Regions from separate parts of the Gossypium arboreum genome. Here region 1 is linked to region 2. A link is a contact called in public Hi-C data. All regions are on one chromosome and are shown on one strand. Each heading gives the region's core, a stretch centred on a gene start, on an enhancer-like site or on the middle of the called end of the contact. The rest is flanking DNA. Distances are from core to core; before and after follow the strand shown. Region 1 holds the start of LOC108457757 (protein OCTOPUS-like). Region 2 has its middle 26 kb from the start of LOC108459002.

The links. Hi-C and Micro-C count contacts between places; a contact is called where the count stands out from the background.
Region 1: a Hi-C map of leaf shows a contact between it and region 2, with 2.4 times the contacts expected there. The contact joins the promoter of LOC108457757 here to the enhancer-like site in region 2. A contact is called at or near these places in 2 of 5 Hi-C or Micro-C datasets (both in leaf).

What each region holds. Positions count from the first base shown.
Region 1 is chr4:108,104,555-108,110,249 of ASM2569848v2, reverse strand. It overlaps LOC108457757 (protein OCTOPUS-like), which reads right to left and starts at 3,563. Exons shown (of 1, transcript XM_017756886.2): 1 at 1,141-3,563. The coding sequence starts at 3,325. The coding sequence ends at 1,310.
Region 2 is chr4:108,008,979-108,014,780 of ASM2569848v2, reverse strand. No RefSeq gene overlaps it. Among protein-coding and RNA genes, the nearest start is that of LOC108459002, 26 kb to the left of the region's middle. Within about 2 kb of position 3,855, at least 1 of the 2 cell types and tissues checked has an H3K27ac peak or open chromatin away from gene starts, as enhancers often do. A contact at or near this core is called in leaf, where this site is marked.

The DNA.
Region 1 (5,695 bases), core at 2,314-4,813, 96 kb before region 2:
GGGTTTTGAGCTTCGTTTCTTTTTCTCTTTTTTTATTTTTTTATTTTGCCTTTATTGCTTTCTTTCTTTCCTTCTCTGTTGAGGAACATGCTGGGTTCTTTTCCTAGTCACCTTTTGACTTTAGAGGCTAAAACTTGATGATTATGAAGCTTTTTTACATGTTTAGAGAAAGGAGAAAGCATGATTTCCAGCTCTTTTGACTGAAAATGTTGTTAAGTTAGATTCCTTTACCAAAGATCAACCTTGTTAATGGGGGAAATAATCATTGCTTCCTTTCATTTCTGTTTTGCTTCAACATTTATTGGATCATTCATGCACTATTCTTTTCTTATTCACAAAGAGTTTAACCATGTTGCCAGCCTGCCTAACATTCATACTTCTTTCATAGCATGTAAAATAATTAAGATAATCAGACGGTCTACATTGAATCAAACCTGCAGTTCCTAAGCAACTAGCCATTAAAACCCCAACAAGACCCAGCCAGTTGAGTACTAACTAGGCACTACCACTAGCAGAAGATCAAAAACCGAAGAATATTTCATAGAAAAGAAAACCTTTATCAGATGATCTTGTGAATCAAACTAGTTAAACCACATGAACTTGGAAGATCCCAATGCTAACATAAGACCCAGATGGAGCAATTTCATGCTTAGGATCCATCTCATAAAAACTCATTTCATAGTTACAAACAAGGCTTGCATGAAATTTGTTTGATTCTTGTCCTGTATGGACTGATTCATGAGTCATGTCATAAATGAGAATTGGAGAAGATGATATGAAATTACAATGCTTTGGAGTCCAATTGTACAAAATTTCCAGATTTTAATAACAATAAAGTTTGAAAGTAGGCCAGCCCAGTAAAGCGAACAATAAGATTCAAAACTCATGGAAGTGGAACAACACTACATGACAAATAGCAACTTCAAGGGAGCATGCATGCATGCATGCCCACTTCCACATCAGTTCCCAACATGCCAAATGCCATGAGTAACATACTTCACCAACCAGCTATCACTCAACTCTAGGTGAGACAAAGAAATAACATAAACACAGCTTATCTGCATTCTCTATGTTCAAGCCTTTTCTGGTAAAAACAGAACAGAAGAAAGGGAAGACTCAAAATGTTGAAGAAAATGTGACTAGAAACAAGAAAACATATTGTTATTTCAACAGTGAAGGCTAAAAATGTTCAAGAAATGCTTTTGTTTTAATCTAACCAACCACCAAAATACAGAGGCATGTTTGGTTACATAACAAGTGCAGCAAAATTAACATTAAACCAAATAAAAACAACTTATGAATCTAAAATTCAGTACAACCTTAGTAAGGTCCTTGCAATAGAATGTGCATTGCTTGCCCTGGTTTTGCCTGACCCACCTCTCCGGCTCGCGCTCATCGGTGCCATGTAGAACCTTAACAGTCCATTATCAAAGTGATTTGGTGAATATCTTGCACTCCTGTTCCTTTCTAACACAAAATCATCTTTTTTCTTCTTGCTATGCCCATTTGACTCAACATAGTTCTTCCTTGCACCACTAAATGATCCTGCACCGAAACTGCTAGAATTCCTCCAGCTTACGCTGCTATTGCTCCTCATTACCTTTGGATTAAAACCTCCTCTCACATCTCCATTCCTTTCCCCTCTCAACTCAGGCCAAGATTCTGAATATGACCTCTCCACACCGTTAGCTCTAGAATACCTATCTTCATCCTCATCTTTGTTAACACTCTTCCTGTTAATAAAGCCCCAAATGTTCCAAGCTTTACTCCACCTCCGTGACTTCTTAGATGACTCTTTCTGTTCCCCATTCCCAATCACAGATGCATTATCTTTGAAGCCAATCTCAAAAGTGTCTGAATAATCATCCCTCAAAGAATTTGAATCCCTGGAATCCCTATCAGGAATGACAGGCTTAGGTCCATGGGTGTAATCAACAGTTGCAGGGGAAACCTTTGTACTAGAAACCGACCTCATTTCCTCCATTTCAGCCACTATAGCTGCAGCAGTCTTCCTACTAGAACTGGACCTGTCAAGACTTTTTCTTCTCCTAGAATCAGAATAATAATCCCTTGTTTGAGCTGACCCTCCAGGAAGCGATTCATCCTCCTCAGTAACAGAATTCATAGCCGTCGGGTCCTCCACAGGGATCTGAGTATCAGACCTCATAACATGATGAACTGGAGCATCTTCCGCAACGGAAACCATTGTGGGCATTCTTGGGAACATTCTCCCCATCAGATATCCATCGCAGGAAGCTCTTGGTTCATCAAAAGAATATCTGGGATCATCACATGACATTCTTGCTGCATCAAAAGACATCCTTGGTGCATCAAATGACATCCTCCCAGCATCAAGGGAAAACCTTGGGTCTGTATCACAAGACCTTCTCCCGAACCCATAATCCGCAATTTCTGACTGGGTTTCTCTGTATTGTCTGCCTATGGGCTTCTCCACTGGCAATCTCGCTGACCCACATCCATTTCCCCTCTTTTTAAGTTTTTGTTTTTGCCTCCATTTTTGTAATTTCTTGCTGAAGACTGAAGCAGCTGACCAGAAACTCCCAGCAATCTCTTTGAGATCTCGTCCAGAAGCGTTCTTTGTTTGCGAATCAAGATCTATATGATCCTTCATGGGCTTCAGCTCCTCTTCTTGGCACAGTTCCTTTTCGTATTCTTCCACAATTTCTTCAACTTTCTCTTCTATCAAATTCGTAGCAGAAGCAGCCACATTGGGCGGTTGTTCTTCTACGATCACTATGTCGTCATTGTGATCGGTTTCACTCTCAGTTTGGTCTTCTTCTTTGCTTTCAAAAACAGGACCTTGACCAACAGTCGAAGAAGCCAAATTTCGAGCTTCAGCTTCAGCAACTTCAGAAGACCTCCCGTTTGCAGTTGCTTCTTGATAAAAGAGTGACCAAAGGGTGTTTCGAGCCCTAACGTCACAAGATTTCCTCTGGGGCTCAAAAACACCAGAGAAACCCTCGTTTTTCGAGGCCGAAAAGGACTTTGTTCGCCGGAGCTCGGGAAAAAACCCGGACTGTGTGCCACCTCCTCCGGAAGGCTTGAAAATGGCTTTAAGTGCAGCGGTGGCGGTTGAAGTACTGGCGGCGATGGGAGGTTTCCGAGAAGAAGAAGAAGCAGAAGAAGACGAAGGCTCGAGAACAGCGAGACGTTCGTAGAGGCATGAGGGGCAAAAGCCAGTAAAATGCTCTTGAGGATGGCGGTCACAGGAGGTAGAAGGACGGTGAGGCTGAGGCGGTTGTGGCGGCGGTGCTAACCCAGGAAGTGGTGGCTCCACGTTGGGATTCATAACCGGTAGTGGCATGAGAGGAGCGCTCTGCTCATATTAGTAGCTTCAGTCAGAGAAAATTAATAAATTATAAAATTATAAAATAAAAAATAAAATGTAAGAGAAATTAGTTTTTGTTTAATTTGGTTTTCCCCTTTCCCTCTGGGATTGGGCCTTTCAATACTGTTTAGCTCCAACAGACAGTGAGAAGAAAGAAAGAGAAAACAGAATGATGGTAGTAACGGGAAAAAAATTAGAAAATAAAGATAAATAGTAAAAAGAAGAAGACATAAATAAATAAATAATAGAAAATCTCGGCGAGTGACCCATGACACGTATACTTTAGTTAGGGTTTTCCACTTAAATATTGTAAAATATTTAATTAAAAGGGATAAAACAATTTTTAGTCCCTAAATTTAACTATTCTTACAACTTGGTCCTTAAACTATTTTTGGTCCACATTAGTCCCAGAACTTGGTAACTTTTTTTCAATTTGATCCCAAGGTGTGATGACATGACACTCTTAGATTGTACTATATCATCACTTGAAAATTTTAAATATATATAATTAAAAAATAAAAAAATCCAAGTAGCGACGTGGAATAATCTCAAAGTGTCACGTTGACATACCTTAATTGAATCCAACTTTAGGGACCAAATTGGGAAATTTTCCAAGTTAAAAACTAATGTGGACAAAAATAAATTTATGGATTAAGGTGAGAAAAGTTGCTAAGTTTAATGACTAAATGTTGCCTTATCCCGAATTAAATCTTAAAATAGGTTTCTTCAAAAGTTAATTCTCAAAATGTGTTTTTAGGGTTTGAGTTTTGTAATATGTAATGTGCCATCAAGCTTTTTGCATCCCATTAGAATCAAGGCAATCATTATGAAATGATTAAAAAGGTACCTATAGATATGAAGTTCACCATAAATTATTTAAGTTTTAAACTATAATAATATAATGTAATTTTGTAAGGACGTGGATAACACTTAAATAGAACTTGACATCCGTAGGTTTCAAGGTCTTCATGGTTTTTTTAAATATGTAAATAGTAATCTATATCCGATTATTTGAAAAGAGAAACGAAACTTTGAATACACCTCACCACCTCTTTAAAAAACTTCTAAATGAACCTAACCTTAAAATCTATAAATATTCCATCCAACTCATTAGTTTCTTTTAGAAAACCCAAAATATTCGTTTTATACATTTTATACTATGATACATACTTAAGATTTTCTAAATAAATGTTTTCAATCATAAAATGATATGTCACTCAAAATTTTACAATAATGGAGGATTCTCTAATAGTTCATTGTCATAGTAATATGGGAGTAAATCCACTTGATAGTAGAATCATTCATCACCTAATAGCCATTGATTTCAATAATGATAGCTTTGGAAAGTTATGTCCATTTCGACATTCATCTCTCTCTGATTGACTAATGGAGACCCGAGACTCATACATTTTATCTCTTATATAAAAAGTAACAATAACGTTAGAAGATGTGACATTACTAACCATAAGTCTGATTTCTTTAGACTTTGAGTTAAGGTCACATGGTAAAATAGATGATTTAAGCATCTCCCAATGAATCCAGCACTTGAAGATATTGAACATCATGCTAGAACTTACATTTTTCACTTGATTAGAGGTGTGCTGATGTCAGAATAATCTGACAACTTAGTTTATACCATATATCTCCCATTATTATATAATTTTAGAATGACGAATACGTACAGTTGAGGGTCTGTTGTTTTGACATGCCTATATAGAAGGCATTATGTAATGCATGTAAAGTGGGGAACAATAAAGAAACTAGCTCCTTTATGATTTTATAATCATGAGAGATGTCAAATATCATGGATTGCGCGTCTATGCCTTTTCAAAATCTTAGTTTCTCTCTTGTTAGAACATAAAATTCGCTACATATGTTATAAATTAATTATATTCTAAATGATTAAGTACTATCATTTCATATTTTAATAGGTGGCCTAAGTATCATGACCATACAACTTACTAGAAGAACAATATTGTAGCAATACGATTATCTATTGATATTGAATCAAATATTTTAGTAATATATGTGTTATAATAATATTTATTTACTATAATCAATATTACCTCATAATTGAATTTAAATGCATCACTTTTATTAGTTTTACAATTTGTGTAGATATCATACTAGGTGGAAAGGTTACTACCATACTACTAGTTGAAGCAAGTGTGCATAATAATGTTTTTAACATGTGCACATCATTTATATGCTTCTCTTATATCAAGTGGCATTAATTTGATTGGGTTTATGATAGTTTGAGTTGTCCAAGAAATTTTGACAAATCCAAAGAACATTGAAAAGTATCATGTTATAGGTTTGCATAAAAGGATGGAGAATATTGGGCTA
Region 2 (5,802 bases), core at 2,606-5,105:
TGGTCTAATTACCATATAAGGACCTCAAGTTTTGAATTCCATAGTTATTTGATACTTATAGCTACTAGAACTCAACTTTTACATTTTATGCAATTTGGTCCTTTCCACAATTAATCATGAAATTGGTAAAATTTTCTTAATAAAATTTATATACGTCATTTCTATCATATTGCAATTCATGCAATAATATTAAATAAAATTCTTTTGACTCGGATTTGTGCTTTCTAAACCACTATTCCGATTTCACTGAAAACGGGTTATTACATTCTCTGTAATCGAAATGTTAGCAATTTGTTTGTAAATAGGTTTAATTGTGAATGCATGTTCTTTAAGCAATTGTTGCTGCTAGTTCGAACTAGGTGTTTGAGTCAGGAGTTCGAAGTTGCTGTAGGTGAATTTCAAGTGAATCTCTAATATTGACTCCTATAAGTTCTTTTAAAGAAATCTCTTATGAATGATGTTCCAGAAACAGAGAATAAGTACGTGAATAATTGCTAAAAATAAGTATATATGTTCGAAACAGGTATTTGCGAGTCTAGAATATAATGAATTGTGTGTGTAGGTGTATGTGATTTTTATAAGCAACTAAGTGTATGTGCTTGGAATGAATACTATGAGATATGATCGTGTTGATATGTGTGAAGCAGGAAATGAAGTATGCTTTGAATTAAGAAGATGAGTTAGTCAACCTGAATGTGTGTTTACGATGAATGTGAAATATATGATTAGTAAATTTTTGGGGAATGGGGTGAATCTGAGTATGGTGAGGTTGAGTTGTGAGTTGATCACTACAATAGTATACGATGAAGTCCATTAGGATAATAAACACAAATTCTGATATGCAAGTTATGAAGAAAGTTCATGTATGAACGTTTAAAGTATTAATTTTTTTTACGTACAACATAAATTTCAAAACAAAAGCAATTTTCTCTAAACCCCAACATCATATTGAATAGCGGTTTTATAAGATGATAATCCCTACTATATTTTATCTAAACATTGATTACAAGAAAATATATCTAAATTAGAATTTAAATTTTATTTGATTAGAATAAAAACTGGAAATTATATAATATTTTGTAATTATAATAATGTGAGTATAATAATTTTAATATGACAACAATTTTATATAAAAGGATTTTATATGAAAATAATCCCTAATATATATTTTTAAATTAATTTTTGCCACATGTAATGTTTCATATATACTATAAACTAACATATTTTTAGCTTTTAGCTTTTACGGTTACAATGAAATCATCTTAATTTTAGGTCAAAATAGCAGTTTGGAGAAAAATTAATTAAACCCTTCAAATCAATTTGATTAATTTTTTTTATTTTTGAATAAAATTGTTACCATGAACAAATTAATTCCCATAAACCCTTAAATTCAAATTACTTTTTCCCTTCCTTCTAAATATGGAAATAATTACAATTAGATTTTAAAAGAAAAGAGAGGAGTCATAACCATTAAAAGCTCAATTGCTTATGAAACTATACATGAGAATAGATAAAAGAGAAGTAATTTTGTTTTAATATATTGTTTTATTTACATCATTATATTTAACTTATTTTCTATGATATATTTTTAATTTTATTTTAAATTTAAAGATAACTTTAGTTTTAATTTTAATTTTAATTTTTTATTGTGATGCTATTTCAATTTTTTTAATTTAACAAATACTCAATTTATTGTGTAGTTTAGTCAATATGATATATCATATTTTATTTGTGCTGTACTAAATATTATAAAATATTATATAAAATCAAATAAAGACCGAATCAAGAATTATTATAAAATAAAAGCACAAGGCAAATAATATATATATTGTAGATGGAAAACTTAAAAATATATGTTTTTTTATTCAATCCTACTTCTCAAAATGCATTTCACAATTTCATTAGTGGCTTTTAATTTATGATCATTTATCATAGATTACGATATATGCTGCAATTTTCTTTAATCAATTTTTTTTTAAATAACAATTCAATAATATACATTCAACTTATGCATCATCACATTAGGATACAAACTAATTAGTAATTATTGAATTTGTAAATTTTTTGATGAATTAGTGTCATAAATTAGTAGAACAACAACTTAGAAAATTACTTAAAACTATTTTAAAAATAATAAATTATATTATAATGTTATTTTTATCTTTTAATATTTTTATAAAACCTTTAGATAAAATAATTAAAAATAATATCAAACCCGAAATTAATGAAATATTATATATAAAATCTTCACAACTCTACCTATATTCGAATTGATAATAAATCTTTTATAAATATATATATTTTATAAAATCTTCAACACCTCATTTATTTAAATTTTATTTATATTAATATTAAATAAAATAAAATCAATACCTCCCCACCCGCATTCCTCTCCCCTTTCCATCTTCTCCCTCCCACTGTCCCCCCTCCCTCTCTCTACATCTTCTCAAGTTTTTATTCCTCTATTTGGAACTCTAGAAAAGTAGACCGAGAAAAGGACTGACCAGGAATCAAAGAGAAAATGGAATTTTCTCAGGCTTTTTGTGTGGCTTCTTATTTAATAAATTCCGATCCAACTCCCAGAATATTATGTAAAAAGTATAGCAAAAAAACAGAGGGGAGGGGGAAGGGGACTTTGAAAGGGAGAAGATGGAAAGGGGGAGAGGGGAGGAATATTTTTATTTAACATTAATATAAATATTATTATAAGTTTTTTAATTAATTAGATTTTAATGTCGTGGTAACGTGGTGCTTCTCGATTGGTTTTAACTCTTTTTAATGGATGTAATATTAAGAACTAATATTGGTTATAGAAAAAAGTTAAGATATCTAATTCGACCAAAAAATTAATTTAAGAGCCTTTAATTCAATTAGACATAATTATTTTCATCCTATTTGAATATGACATATCTAATATATCAATTATGCTTTTAAATTTTGAATTTAGGTTTGAAATGTTCCAAGTCTTTGTATTTTACTACGTTTCAACTTTAATTATACTTTTATTTTCAAAAATTTAGTTTATTAATTTTTAAAATTAAAAATTTAGATTTAATTGTTTCTACATTTAAATTTTTTTAATTTTGTTGGTATACAAGGATAAAACCAGAAACTTTTTAGGGGCGAAGCTAAATTATAATTTTATAATAATAAAATATAATTTCACTATTTTAATAGTTTATATATTTATAATTTTAAAGGATCAAATTAATTTTTATCATTTTTAATGAGGTCAAAATATAATTTTATTTTTATTAATTTAAAATTTAAAAACTTTTAAAAAGTCTAAATAGAAGTTTTTTTACATTTTAGGAGGCTGGGACCTTGCCAATCCTTTAACTACACCCTTATTAATATAGTAACATTTAACACTATGAAAAAAAAAATTATCAAGTTAATAGAATAACTAAATTTTTTTAAAAAATCTAAAATATATATTTCAAAATTACAACTTAACCTTAAATTTATATGGACGCGAGAGTGAGAGCGATTGTGGGGGCCTGTGGCGAACTTATAAGCGAGAGTATTTTCTTTCTAAATCAAGCGAGGAATAAAGGGATCATCCGTTGTCCCCTCCACCTTTACTTTCCCTTTTTTTATTCCAATGAATAGATAGATGTATCATAGATAGAATTATTTAAGGCTTTGTCTTTCTTGAGTTTTGTTTGTATCGGTTGATTATCTAGACATTATATATACAATTTATAAAGTGGATGTGTAAATGTATGCAAGGTCTGTGGGAAAAACACAGATTTGGGACAAAAATTCCAATTGTGTAGGCAGTGGCCCAGGCTTCCATCATCCCAAATTCCCTATCCTTGCTCCACTATGGGAACATTCACCCATTGTTTTCAAATTTTGCTTTTCATCAATATCCATCTGGTATTGTGCCAATTTTCAGTCCTCCAACTTATTTGATCAGTCCCCACCAAAGCTCTTACATGCCCAGTATTGGATTTTCTTATTTGAACTACAAAATTAAATAATATATATGTATGTATTTTATATGAAGTTTTTAAATATATTTAAAGAAATTTACTTAATATCATATTAAAAATTAAATATAATTTTTTAAATAAAACCTTTAGTTGAAAAACACAACAATCCACTATAAGCGATGTCTGTTTTCTCTCCAATCAATCATATATATGTATGTATGTGGATAAATTATCAAATTATCCAAATTTTGTCTGAAATGAAGATTCTAGTCTTGATTTGGTAGTATCAGCAATTACAATTTAGGCAAACAGTTTAAGGGAGTAATGATTAAACTTTTTTTTGTTGCCACCTCGAATATCATAATTCAAACTTTATTGCTCAATTTGTAGTTTACATGTGCAAGTTTGTTCAAAAATAAAGTTGCAAAGCATGAGATTATTGACATTCGCTTCACCATATATATTGCAACTTCGGAGAGTTATTTATTTAAAATTGTAATTTAGTTCGGTTAATTTATAAAATAATTTTAAGAATTGGGGTCCACCATGTTTAAGGAAAAAAAATATGCATGAGAATTACTGATCTTGATAAGTAAACTGTAAACACAAAGATTACATGTAAAATTAGCTTCTAAAGTAGGTCCTTTTTAAATAAAAGTGTTTAAATTATCAGTTATTTTTACTCCAATTTTTTTTTTCTGAGTGTAGCATTATAATTTCTAATTTTTTTATACAATACATAAAACTATCTAAAATTCTTTCCTAATTTTTAATAAGAGAATAATTTATTTCAGTGCACCAATTCATATCCTTTTGTATAAGCAATAATATCGATGTCAGCTCAATTGATATGTTGATATATTTTATTTAATGTGATATTCTTGAAAAATAAAATGAAACAAAATTGATAATTTGAAAAAAGAATAGGTAGATATAAGCGTAGACACAAAGCTAAAGTTAAGCTGCATGGTCTTCTCTTGTGTCCATGGAGTCGGAGGCCAAACGTATTAGAGGGGTTCACATCTGAAAAAAAATAAACAGTATTTACGTGGTGAAAGCTGATGACATGGAAAGCAGGTGAGGCTACTTTTCAGGCATGCAAACAAAGATTAGGAGTTTTAAGAGCTTTTGGATTGGGGGGGCAATTTTTTAAGTTTATTTTGCTGTTGTTTAGTGAACAACTGAAGATTCGGTAATCAGACTCAGACTCTTGCAGTCTTGTGTTTTTCTTCTCTCAAGCTTTTTTTTACAGTTAGAATGAGAATGAGCTTTCTTTTGTTTCTTTTTAAATTTCCACTTTTCTTATTTTTTTTTAATCAATGGAAAAAGAAGAAGAAAATTCAAATCTTTATCAGCATTTAGAATCTCTAGTAATAATATAAAATTATACCCAATATTTGCAATGATAATAACAGGACCTTTGACACACCATGGTAGGGCAATTAATGTAACCTTATTAATGGAAATTATCATGATTTATGTTCATGTTTTGCATGTCCTTTTAACATTATAAATTCATTATAATCTATTCATCCACCGATTAATGATTCTGCTATAAATGGGGAACAGGTTTTACTGTAAAACATGCATCAGAATTATGGATTCCACAAGCTTTTTTTTTTTTCTTCAATAATGGTGTCTTATTATAGGACTAAGATCATTATTGGCCGTAGTTGCACAAACCATATATTCTCCTCCCGATATACTTCTGTTTGGAACATTTTTCCAGGAAAATAATTAAGCTGTAAAGAGCAATTCAGATGCAAATACATGTCTTGTACTGTAGATAAAAGAGAAAAAGGTAAGCTCTTCATCATTACCAAAGAATTATGAGTGGCAAAAAGGACTATAATTGAGTCCATTG